Regions from separate parts of the Mus musculus genome. Here regions 1 and 3 are each linked to region 2. A link is a contact called in public HiChIP or PLAC-seq and promoter capture Hi-C data. All regions are on one chromosome and are shown on one strand. Each heading gives the region's core, a stretch centred on a gene start, on an enhancer-like site or on the middle of the called end of the contact. The rest is flanking DNA. Distances are from core to core; before and after follow the strand shown.

Evidence for each region. Promoter capture Hi-C pulls out the DNA fragments that hold promoters and counts their contacts. HiChIP or PLAC-seq counts read pairs in DNA pulled down with a chosen protein or histone mark.
Region 1: a contact with region 2 is called in a promoter capture Hi-C map of the 3T3-L1 cell line, with 7 times the contacts expected there. The contact joins the promoter of Maml1 here to the promoter of Zfp354a in region 2. A contact is called at or near these places in 2 of 39 promoter capture datasets (the 3T3-L1 cell line and cranial neural crest).
Region 3: an H3K4me3 HiChIP or PLAC-seq map of stem cell-derived neural progenitor cells shows a contact between it and region 2, with 3 times the contacts expected there. The contact joins the enhancer-like site here to the promoter of Zfp354a in region 2. A contact is called at or near these places in 3 of 39 promoter capture datasets (the 3T3-L1 cell line, embryonic stem cells and hippocampal neurons), 3 of 484 Hi-C or Micro-C datasets (the N1E-115 cell line, cardiomyocytes and cortical neurons), 2 of 115 datasets of contacts at active chromatin or transcription factors (astrocytes and stem cell-derived neural progenitor cells) and 1 of 9 other capture datasets (embryonic stem cells).

Annotation. Positions count from the first base shown.
Region 1 is chr11:50,290,465-50,294,441 of GRCm38.p6, reverse strand. It overlaps Maml1 (mastermind like transcriptional coactivator 1), which reads left to right and starts at 2,106. Exons shown (of 5, transcript NM_175334.3): 1 at 2,106-2,716. The coding sequence starts at 2,381. It overlaps Canx (calnexin), which reads left to right. Exons shown (of 15, transcript NM_007597.3): 15 at 1-485.
Region 2 is chr11:51,057,791-51,061,540 of GRCm38.p6, reverse strand. It overlaps Zfp354a (zinc finger protein 354A), which reads right to left and starts at 2,316. Exons shown (of 5, transcript NM_009329.4): 1 at 2,139-2,316; 2 at 1,387-1,469; 3 at 555-681; 4 at 43-138. The coding sequence starts at 1,419.
Region 3 is chr11:50,456,017-50,459,920 of GRCm38.p6, reverse strand. No RefSeq gene overlaps it. Among named protein-coding and RNA genes, the nearest start is that of Rufy1, 27 kb to the right of the region's middle. Within about 2 kb of position 2,295, at least 60 of the 459 cell types and tissues checked have an H3K27ac peak or open chromatin away from gene starts, as enhancers often do. A contact at or near this core is called in cortical neurons, embryonic stem cells and stem cell-derived neural progenitor cells, where this site is marked.

The DNA of each region.
Region 1 (3,977 bases), core at 857-3,356, 770 kb after region 2:
AGCAAACATGGGGATGATTGCTTTTCTAGAAATCGGTTTATCTGTTTCATCATTCTACATTGACATTGTTTTGTGCCTACTTTATATTCACCCAGGCTGTACAATGACAGGTTTATTTATGTCACTGGTGGTGGTCATTGCCTTTTTGGGTCCCTCTTCCTCCCTCAAGGTTCCATTGAAGCTCCAGCCTCCTTAAATACCTGACTCGTTAGTAAATGATCAGCAGTCTTCAGCTCTTAAAAAAAGCGTAGAGGGCAGGTATTGTAGCTGAGTAGGTAGAACTGCTAAGCGTGTGCAAGGTTCCGTGGGTCTGATTCCTGGCACTGAATTAAGATAGATAAAGGCCCTTATATTCTGATTTTCTATGCTGGACTCCTTGTTGTAAAATGTCCATGCCAGTAGTACTCTTCTATTGTCCACTTTTCAGATTGTCACACTGCTAAATGACATTATATTAAAGCCCGTGTTAAATATCTGTATCATAACACTGAATGTTTTTACTGTTTGAATAATGGTTAATTTAGTCTTTTCTCATAGGAGACCTTAATTTAGTTTTGTATTTAAGTGATGGTTTAGTCATTACCATTGTGTAAAATGGACCTCAGCCCAAAAACTTTTTCATTGCTGGCATTTGAACCAGTGCTCTACCACTGAGCTACACCCTGTCCTCCTAGATACTATTCTTTAGGATATATATATATATCTTTTAACAGCTTTTATTAGAAAAAAAGTTTCTCAGGCTTCATATTTGAGGATATTGGAAGTCATGCCCAGGATATTTTGTGTTTTAGGTTGCGTCCTGAATCCATACACTATAGAGTTTTGAAGATAACCTTGCACTTCTAACTGGGCGTAATGGTGTGATCAGAAGCAGAGGCAGGCCAGCCTCAGACAATATATTTGAGGGCAATCTGGGGTACCTGACACTACAGTTTAATGGTGGGCTGGAGAGTTGGCTCAGCAGCTAAGTACCCCACTGCTCTGCCAGAGGTCCTGAATTCCCAGCAACCACATGGTGGCTCATAATCATCAGTAATGGGATCCGATGCCCTCTTCTAGTGTGTATGTGAAGACAGCTGCAGCGTACTCATGAGGTCCTGGGTTCAGTCCTTCATCACTGCATACAAAAGCTGCTGGTTTCACTTGAGTGCTGATTGTAATGCTTGGCACTGGGAAGAAGCAGTGCTCACTTATCTTTGCCACTCCCGCCACCAAAAACTTAGAATTCCTTTTTCTTATTTTAACTCCATGTGTATAAAAACACTTGGCTGTTAGCTTTTTTTCTTTGTGATTTTAAAAATAAAACTTTAATGAACTCTAGTAAGAGGTTAAAGGGTGACATGTTTGAGTGGCTCGTGAGGTCTTCTATTGCAAAGCCTCCCAGCATCTCCTATGGCAGTTTGGGTGTCAGTAACCATCCAGAACATTTTTTGGTCCTTTCCTGGCTTTTTACCTTCGCTCACTTGCTTGCTAGTGGCATCACTGGAACCCAGTGCTTTGGATTGGATTTTGAGTGACTCAATTTTATATATCAGTCGGTTTTTAAGTGTATGCCCCTGTAGATCTAAATAACTCCAGTCCCCAGTATTGAGGCTCTTTCCCACCCTCACCCCTCCAAGTAATGAGCTATTGCTCACAGTACCAGTCAGTGATAACTATCTCTACTAGGTCGCTCAAGCTCAAAACAATTCTGATCAATTACGTGGCTGTATGTAAAGAATGAGGTCGGAAATGGCTGACCTCGAAATAGTGTGGGTGGACTAAAAAGATAGACAGCTTTGGACATCTGGGTCTTAAGGCTTCCACCTCACTCAGACTTAACCCGCGTTCCTCACGAACCCGGAAGGGACTGCTTTCAGGGGGCGGTGTTCAGAAAACGTGGCTCTTCTTGGATAGGTTCCCGTCAGTCACAGTTCACTCTCCCGCACTGAGCCCGCCTCGGGCTTCCCTCCTCGCCAGAGTGTTCAGTTTAAATACCCGAAAATTCCTGACGTGCTTGTCCCCCACGCCCTCGGGCAGCGGGTTTCCTTTGATTGGCTAGAGCTTCGGTCCATCAGCAGTGACGCAGAGTTCGCCGGCCCAGGCCCCGCCCTCTTCCGAAAGCCCCGAAAACAATTTTAAGATGGCGGCGGCAGCGGCGCGGAAAACAATGGGGCAGGGGTATAGCGGACAGGCCGAAGCCTGAGGCGGGCGGTGTTCCCCGGCCTGGAATCGGGCCGAGCGGGGCCGGAGGAAGACCCGCCGCCGCGCCCGAGCCCGCTCCACAGCCCGGCCGGACATGGCGCGGGCGTGAGGCGGATCCGGGCCGTCAGAAGCGGAGGAACCCGAAGTGGCAGCCGGCGCCGGGAGGCCCGGGCCCGGCCAGTGCCGCCCGCGGCCCATGGTGCTACCCACCTGCCCCATGGCGGAGTTCGCGCTGCCGCGGCACAGCGCGGTCATGGAGCGCCTCCGCCGGCGCATCGAACTGTGCCGGCGCCACCACAGCACCTGTGAGGCCCGCTACGAGGCTGTGTCTCCCGAGCGCCTGGAGCTCGAGCGCCAGCACACCTTTGCCCTGCACCAGCGCTGCATCCAGGCCAAGGCCAAGCGCGCCGGCAAGCACCGGCAGCCGCCGGCCGCCGCCACGGCCCCGGTTGCCGCTCCGGCCCCCGCCTCGGCCCCGGCGGCCGCGCGCCTGGACGCAGCGGACGGCCCGGAGCACGGCCGCCCGGTCGCGGTGAGTAAGGCTGGCGCCTGCCACAGCAATACTCACTCCCGAAAACGCCTCTTCCGGCGCGGATCGGGCCTTGGGGAAACTTTCCCGAGCGCCCCCATTTCTTAGTCTGGGTCCTGGGAGGTGGCTAACATGGCAGGGCGCTTGTCATCTTCCAGAAGTGGCACTGCGGTGTACTTTGGGAAAACGTCCCCTTGAGGACTTGAGTGAAATCGGGGCTGGAAAAGCAGGAGGTTAGTTGCTGGTAGGCTTTTCTCCTAAACTTAATTTCCAATTGATGAGAACTTCGTCTTGGAGCAGACCCGCGTTGGAGTTGCCTAGGATGTAGGGCGTTCTTGCACCGTAGGCCTGGCCTCGCTTAGTCTGCAGATGTTGATTGGATCTTTGCTTCGTGGAGGTTAGTTAGGGCTTTAATATGGAAATAAGTCTCCCTTCAGTTGACAGTATCCCGCGGTTTCGGAATGGAAAATTGAAAAGTCTTTGGAAGCTTCGGTAAACGGAGTTGCTTAAAAGGCATTCGTTTTCCCCCAACCCCCGCAAAAGGGAACTTTGGAATTTGTGAACGCCTGATTCCTGCTATATTATTGACAGTTCCAAAATTAACCTACTAAGCCTGTTAAAAACCTCTGATAATATTAATAGTTGTTGAACGGGGGAAATGACGTTACTTGTTGGTCAGCTGTGCCCTTTGGTTTTTAGTAGCTAATCCCGAGATTTATTGGTTAGAAGTTTTGCCTCCCTGAAACTGATTTATAAACCGGAAACCTGTGTGGAGGGGCGGGGGAGGGGAATGGGTGTTACAAAATTCTTGGTAGTTTAAAAGTAAAATTTTACAACACTTAAGTTGTTTGGTAATTCTAATTTATGTCTTCATTGTCTCTCACTTGGGCCGTTGTTAAAACTCTTCCCTAACTGGTGGTTAGTCTTTCAGTCACTTAATACCCTTCCTCTTGAAATGTTAGAAACCCTTCTGTTGCTGGAGGGAATTAGGTTTAATCTTCGGTTGGCTTTCGGAGCCAGCCGGAGCTAGCCTGTCTTTTCATGTGCCCCACAGGGCTATTGCTTTCCTTCCTTCCCACACTATCCCCGCTGCGAGACCACACGGCAGAACACACCGGTTCTGACCCAGCTGCTCGAGTCTTCTCATCCTCACTTTCCCGCCTGTAAATCGAGGGTATGTTGTGCGCCTTACAAGGTTTCTTGAAGCAATCAAATGAGTATGAGGTTAGGTGTGGTTGATTCCTGCCCAGAGGTAGGAAGGAGG
Region 2 (3,750 bases), core at 1,067-3,566:
ACTGGAGCCTGCAGAGACTGCCAGGCCTGCGCACACACTCACCGAGAGAGAAGCCTCCAGGGCCTTCTTCCTCCACCTTCCAGGGATCCTCTCCTTGCTGCAGCAGGGAGATCACTTTTGGTTTGGTAAACGGGAATCCTGCTTGTAGACAAGATGAGCTCAGTAACCAGAAGCCTCAAATGTTTCCCTCACAAGGCCCTTTGCAGAAAAACACATAGCAAAGGAGATGGGCAAGAGGTTCCAGAGATGGAACAAAGCTCTCTGCTGAGAGATGAACCAAGCAAGCATGGAATGACTGCTGGTTGGGAAGATGCCCAGACTATGAACCTTTGCTTCATACCAAGGGAAGCGGTGCCCTCACTGCCACGCCCGCTCCACTGCACATGGGCAGTTCCAGGCCTGCTGTGCAAAGTGTGTGTCAATGCTTACTTATAAGGTCATATTTGTAAGGCCTGAAGGCAAAACTCTGCTAAGATTTCACAATGAAATCTCCATTTGGAAGAGAAGGCACGAGGTCTCGCTTGTGAGTCTCTGCCCACAGGGCACTCTCTTACCCAGCGAGGCCAGGTTGCTGTAGTTCTCCAGCATCACCTCACGGTACAGGCTTCTCTGAGAGGGAACCAGCTTCTTCCACTCATCCCGGGTAAAGAGCACGGCCACGTCTTCAAATGTCAACGACACCTGTGAGGGACAGACAACTCCATGGGAGAAGCCACCCTATAGCCTCAGGCTTTGACACACATGTGCAGATGTATATCCTCACACAGAGATACAGCCATCCAAACACGTGACCAAGTACATGAGAATACGCATATACACATGTATGCACACCACATCATACATACATACACGATAAGAAAAAAACTTTCATGGAAATTGTACAAGCAAAAGATAAAACCATAAAGTGGGAAAAACAACAACAACAACCAACCAACCAACCAACCACCACAGACTGGAGAAGGCTTGGTGAACAACATAAGGATTGTCAAGAAGAAAGAAGAAAAAAATAGAAAACCAATTTTGGTAAGGGCAGAGAATGAAACAGACAAGTGCGGGAGGCAGGACCAGAAAAAAAAGGAATTTTCTCAAGTACGTATGTGTATTCTGTCCCAGGTACCTGGCAAGTTACTTGTGGAATTTGTAGGCATACACCAGACTGGCACCAGGCAACAATAGCCTGTCTATCAAGAGATACATAAGACTGGAACTGTGAACATGGGGTGTGCTCCCCACAGAATCCACCACCCACGGAGGGAGGACCAACTGCTCCAAGGAGGGCATGGGCGATGAAACCCGGTGAAGGCTGAACTGCGTGGATAACTGTCAGAAGGAAAACCAAACAAAATCCGCTCCTTCTGCTACGAAATGAACCGGCAAGGTGCTTACCTGAGATGTCGCTTCCCATTGCTCAGGAGCCATCTTCTTTCTGAAGGTTCTTCTTCCAAAGATGGGTGAAGATGAGGGAGGATCTGAGGGTGGAAAGAAGAAAGGAGTAGTACCTGTTGCTCGGCACCTGTCAGAAGCAGCATCTCCGAAAGTGTCCCATCATCTGAGCCTGGCTCTTCTGCCTCAAGAGAGGGAACCAGGAGCTGGGGGTGGGCATCAGAGAATCGACAAGTCACCAGTCTTCTTGTCCGTGGATGTCCAGAAGCAAGATTCAGGCGACACTGTACTCCATAACCGAGGGGACTCACTGAGCTCCCATGTGAACACCCTTAGACTGTTCACCACATCTCAGCAGGCACTTTCCAGCCCCTTTGGGAAGGAAATTGAAGTCTGAATGCGGCCACAGTGGGGGCGCCTCCGGTTTTGCCCCCTCAGATTGACCACGGGCAGGGACGGTGTTCTTCCTTATAACACGTTGCCCACCCGACTGCACTGCTGCTGTCAGAGATCGATTTCCAGAATACCAGGGGAAAACTCCAGAAAGGGGACCAATAGTAGCCCAGGACAAGAGAGCTGCACGGAAAACACAGCCTGCGTGGTCACTGCCCGGGCGGTGGGGAGCAGGTCACTTGCAGTCCAGAGCCAAGGCCACTGGGAGCGCGCGTTCTGGGGAGGGGGACGCGCAGGAGGCCGCCGAGCCAAACCCAGCCCAGCCCCTGTCTGACGTCCGAACATATCGAGCCTTCACTCACCTTCCCTCCTCCGGCTCCCGCCGCGCCTCACATATGCTCTGAGCCGCCGCGGGTAAGGACTCTGCACGGGGACCTTGGCCCCTAGCCTCGAGCCGCGCCACAGACGCCCTAAGACCCGCGAAGGCTCACGGGGGGGTCAGATCTTGGGGTCCAGAGGGTGGTGGCCGCGGAGCCCTCTGGGAAATGTAGTCCACTTCGAGACACAGGGATTCTGGGATTTGAAGTTCCTCGGTTTGTCTGATGCACAGATTACTTGGAAGGTCAGAGTGGACACCGGGAATCAAACACCTGCTTGTTAGGTAAATAATAAAAGATGTTGCAGGTTAGTGGAAAGGAAGCTGGCACGAAGTACCCTTTAGAAGAGCTTTTTTTTTTTTTTTTTTTTTTTTTTTTTTATAAGGTATTAGTAGGGCTGGAGAGGTGCTCAGCGGTTTAAGAGTCCTTGCTGCTCTTGTTGAGGACCTAGGTTCAATCCCCACTACCCATATCAGTTGCTCACAATGGCCTGTAACTGCAGTGCCTGGGTTCCAATACCCCCTTCTGGCATCTCCGGGCAGCGGATGCATTCCATGCTCATACACACTCACTCATACACACAAGTAATAAATGTCCTTAAAATTCTTCTTTTCCCACAAATAACAACAGCGGGGAGGGGGGAAGTTATTAGAATCAGGCTGAAGGCAGCCACGATGGAGATCTGACGGGCAAAGCTTATCAAATATCCTTCAGCTCCCAAGGACAGGAATTCTGTATTCTTACAAGTTTGGGGAAGTTTGTGTTGACACATGGCCCAACTTGTGTGCCAGGAGTCAAAAGAAAAGGTAGGAAGGCAGTAGATGCAAGCTAAGTTATAACTCAAGGTTGTCTGGGGTGTCTGTTGGAGCTAGGGTGGCAGCTGAGAGAGGAAGAGAGAGATAACTTAGCTCTGTGAGCCTTGTCAATGTCACAGCACATTGCTTGTATCAACTCTCAGTCCAAAGAGGGAGAGACTACAGGAGTGTGTGGTCTGACTTTTCAGAGTACGCTGTACAGTCTGTGTTCTAACGGTCACGCACCAAGCCCTATTATGAGCCATTTGAAAAACTGAATAAAACAAATGTCATTATCCTGAAGTACTTTATTTTTTGTAAAAGGCAAGAACCAGACAACAAGCCACGAACATAATTAGATAGGGATCTAGAAGATACCTGTAATAAGACCAAAAACAAAACAAAAAAACAACAAAACAAAAAACAAAAAAGAAGAAAAGACAAACAACAAAAGAAGGGTAGGGCAAAGCAAGGGCAGCCTGGGCAGACAAGAATGAAGCACGGGGTTGAGGCAACAACTCAGGAGAGGCAGAATTGTAGCAGTTGTAGTTTTGTGGCTGTGACACTCACTTGAGAAGAATAACTTAAGGGTCTAAAATAAAGGGCCAGTTTGGGGCCGTGGTTGGCAGGTTAAAGTCCTCGCCTGACTGACTCCATTGACTGTCGGCTCAGAGCAAGGCAGCAGAATGTCACAGAAGGACAAGGAAGATGAAAGCCGTGGAGCTGAAGGCAGCCAGGAAGCAAAGAGCAGCTAACAGGAAGGGGTGGGGCCAAAATAGACCCTTCAAGGACATCCCTAGAAA
Region 3 (3,904 bases), core at 1,046-3,545, 600 kb after region 2:
TGGAATCTCTCCTGTGAGCAGTCTGCGGCCCCCCCCCCCATCCTCACCCTCTCAGATCCTGACCCTCCTATTGCAACCTCTAACCCCAGGACCAGGGTTTCACTACCCCTTCCCTGGTTGTTGGTTCCCTGTAACCCATAGCAGAACAACTGAGGGAGATGCACCTCTCCATGACCTTAGGTGGATGTCACATATTATTTAAAATCTGTCGAAATCACTGTTGGCATTGGTAAGTTCTTCAACTTTATTATAAGTGTTCTTTCTGATACTGGTTTTCCTATAAACAGACAAATATGTTTGGGATTAGGCAATCCAACTCTAATTAGCAGCTGTGGGACTCTCCCTTGCTGCTGAGCTGCCTAGAGAAAAGTACCATGGGTCAAACAACTACCCCATGCCAGCCTGACCATCTGGAACAAACCAGATACCCTGAGGCAACCATAATGAGACTGCACTGACTGTGTGGCCCGTGAAAACACAACTCAGTCAAAATGCTGTCAAGCAGCTTGTACCAGACTTCTTCAGTCACGAGCCTGGGTGAATCATGTCCACCTTGGCCAGGGAGCCACTTCTGTGGTGGAAAGGCCACTGTCACTAATACTAAGGAGCAAGGGCCTGATTGGTCCCAGGCTAAGAGATGAGATACTGGTGGCTGTCAAGGACCAAGGTTTAGATATCAAGCCCTGCAGGAAGACTGTAGAAGGGCTACTTGTCAACTGCTTTTGCCTTCCCACCACTGTACTTCGCTTCAAACACTAAAGAACAAGAAAGCTGCTAGAGGCTAGCTTTGTTTGTTCCTTCCTTTGTTTTGGCCTCAAACTGAAGATAACCTTGAACTTCTGATCCTCCTGCTTTTCCTTCCCAAGTATTGGGTTATAAGTATGCACCATCCCTGTGGATTTATGAGACCCTGGGATTAAACTTAGGACCCATGCGGTAGGAAAGCCCCCTACCAAATGAGCTATACACCCTTTATCCCCAAACCAGCTTTTATAGAGTTTCTTGCCTACCAACTTCTATCTAGGTAAAACAAAAAGAACCTTCAGCCAGCTTATTGGTGTCATGGAAAGGATATGAAATTACCCTTTAGAATGAGCCAGAGTCAGGGTGCTGATCGGCAGTTGGATGGAAGAGCATTAAGAAATATAGCAACATACCAGAGGCAACAGGAGGTAGCCTTGAAGAGAGAAAGAGGGAGAGGCTTCTGGTCAGAAGCTGGAGCATCATAGTTAAGAAACTGCAAGGAGGTGTGGCCTGATTTCTGGGAGAGTCTAGGACAGCAAGAGGGGCTGGGATCTAACAGTGTGTGGTCGTACACTTTGAGACTAAAACATGTTCTACTCTGTTGATTCTTTCTGTGTCCAAGAAAAACATGGCTTTGGGACTACTTCTTCAAGATTTCGGGCAGTTCTGTTCTGGCCCCACATTCTAGATGTCCCATCCACCCCTGCCTTCGCGGCCGTGTTGGTCGGGGTCCACGCCGTGCATCTTCATTTTCTGATCCACAGTCCAAGTCCCTGACCCCAAGCCTTTCCATCAATCTTGGTCATGGGATTTTTTTCCCAAGCATTACCACTGTAGATAGAGAAAGCCTGCTGTCTGCCAGAACCGACCCTGAGGGCCCAGGCCCATACAAGATGTTCCGGTACCACCGGATTACAAAGAGCAGACACAAGCCTGCTTGCTGCCTGCAAACAGCAAGAACTTGCTAGAAAAGCACACTGTAGACTTGGACCTAACTTTTACATCTTTATCTGTTTGAAATCTGAACTCCCTCGCCACCACCACCACCACCACCCCACCCCCCGAATTCCTAGTGATCCTTGAATAAAAAGAGTCCTCACTAAAAAAAAAAAAAAAAAAAAAAAAAAAAAAAATATTGGGCAGTGATTAAACTGATATTGTTGGACTTCAGGGAGTCGTCAACATCTTCGTGAGTTCCTTAAATAAAGAGATCAAACATTGACTCAAACGCTGATGGCCAGCCCTTGAATTGCGCCTGCTAGTGTCAAGGGCACTGCGAAGAGAACCCTGGGGACGCGGGGTGGGGGCGAGCCTCTCTGTGCTGGGGAGCCTGACTGTGGAACGCCTCCTTTTTGTAGGCACCTCTGCCTTTTACGCCAGCCTTGCCTCTGGTACTTTTCCATCCTTGCCTTCTGAATCGCTGCCATTCGGTCCGCTCCCCAGATAAAGTCACATGGAACTTTTTAAAGTTCTCTCACACAGAGCTCAGACTCATAAAGACAGTAACCAGAGCTCCAGGAACTAAAGAAAAGCGGAAAGGGGAGCCTAGGCCTCCTCGTTACCGCGGCTGCCAGGAGCCGAGCAGGTGAGCCTGCGCCAGCCACCTGGCTGTGCATCCCCACATGTCCCCAGCGGCCTACTGCCATGGAAACCGCACATAGCATCTCCTGCCGCTCACACCCTCCAGAAGCCAGACAACCGGGTTTGGCAAGGCCACAGGGTGGGTAGAAAAGACAAAACAAAAAACTAAACTAGCTAAGCCTTCTCTGCTCCAGGCTGACACCTCCTCCTCCTCCTGGCGTCTTGGACAAGACAGCCCCACTAATGACTTCCTCCCCTTGGAAAGTGGAAAGTCAGATCTCTTGCTTGGGAGGCTCTGAGGCACCAGCAGCCCTGTAATCTGTCTCAGTTACGACGCATTTGAATAACAATGATAAGGACTGCTCCGAAGGGACAAAGTGGGAAAGTGGCCTCCCAACCTTTCCAGCCTGGAAACTGAATTGCGAAGTTTCACCCCCACCACACACCCCGCCCCTTCATGGAAAACACGATTGCTAAATAGGCCAAATAGCGATCTCTCCACAGCACCCAGCAGGAAGTTAAGAATTAAAAGTTAGAATATCGGTCCTCTCTTCCATGCCCTGCACAGGTTCCAGGAATGAAATCCTCCTGGTAACTATCTCCCTCCTCCTCTTCCTCCTCTTGCTCCTGCTCCTCCTCTTGCTCCTCCTCCTCCTCCTCCTCCTCCTCCTCCTCCTCTTCCTCCTCAATGGGGACCCAGGCGGTGGGAGACAAAGCACAGCAGCACCTCAAATCCCAGCACCCGGAAACTCACTTGTATATGAGAACAAGTGAAACCTGGTCTTCATGGTTCTGGGATAGTCGGAGGCTGCATAGTGAGACCTTTTCTCACAGCACATCTGCGTGCACACTCAGACACGAAATACACTCGGTGAATGACAGCCCAAGTTCTTCACAATCTGTCCCTGATCCTGAACCCTCCCAATCACCAACAGCTTGAACCTGAATCCCCACCGGCTTGCCTGTCCATCATTCTTTAAACAGTCTGGGCTCCCTTCAAGATTCTTCATTCCAGCCAGACACTCGGGAGACAGAGACAGAAGGAGTAGGAGCTAGAGGCCAGCTTCTGCCATATAGTGAGTTGGAGGCCAGCCTCAGCAACATGAGATCCTGTCTCAAAAAACAACATTAAATAAAGCTTCCTCATTCAAAATACCATAAATCAAGTCTAACAGGACATCTCAGTGTGACTTGCGTAAATAGAAGCTTTGATAATACCCTGAAGCAAACCCCATGTCGCAAGGGAAAGGTGTGAGGGCGTAGGACTTGATAGCTAGAAAACAAGGAAGAATTAGAAATATTCTTGCCAAAGAGACTCTCAGTCATTGATGGGAGAAGATGGGATGATATAAACCCCAACAGAGGGACAGCCAGCAAAGTCTGCAAGATAAGGGATGCAAACGCCCTGAGATGCAGCAGTCCCACTACTGAAATCAAATCTATAAAGACAAATCCACACAGACAAATGGCAGATACGCAAGTTTATTCTCTGGGCCATTTGCTGGAATGGCAGACATTTGAAACCCCCACTACTTGCTAACCATAGTGTAACCATCCACAATAGTGAGGTATTCAGATC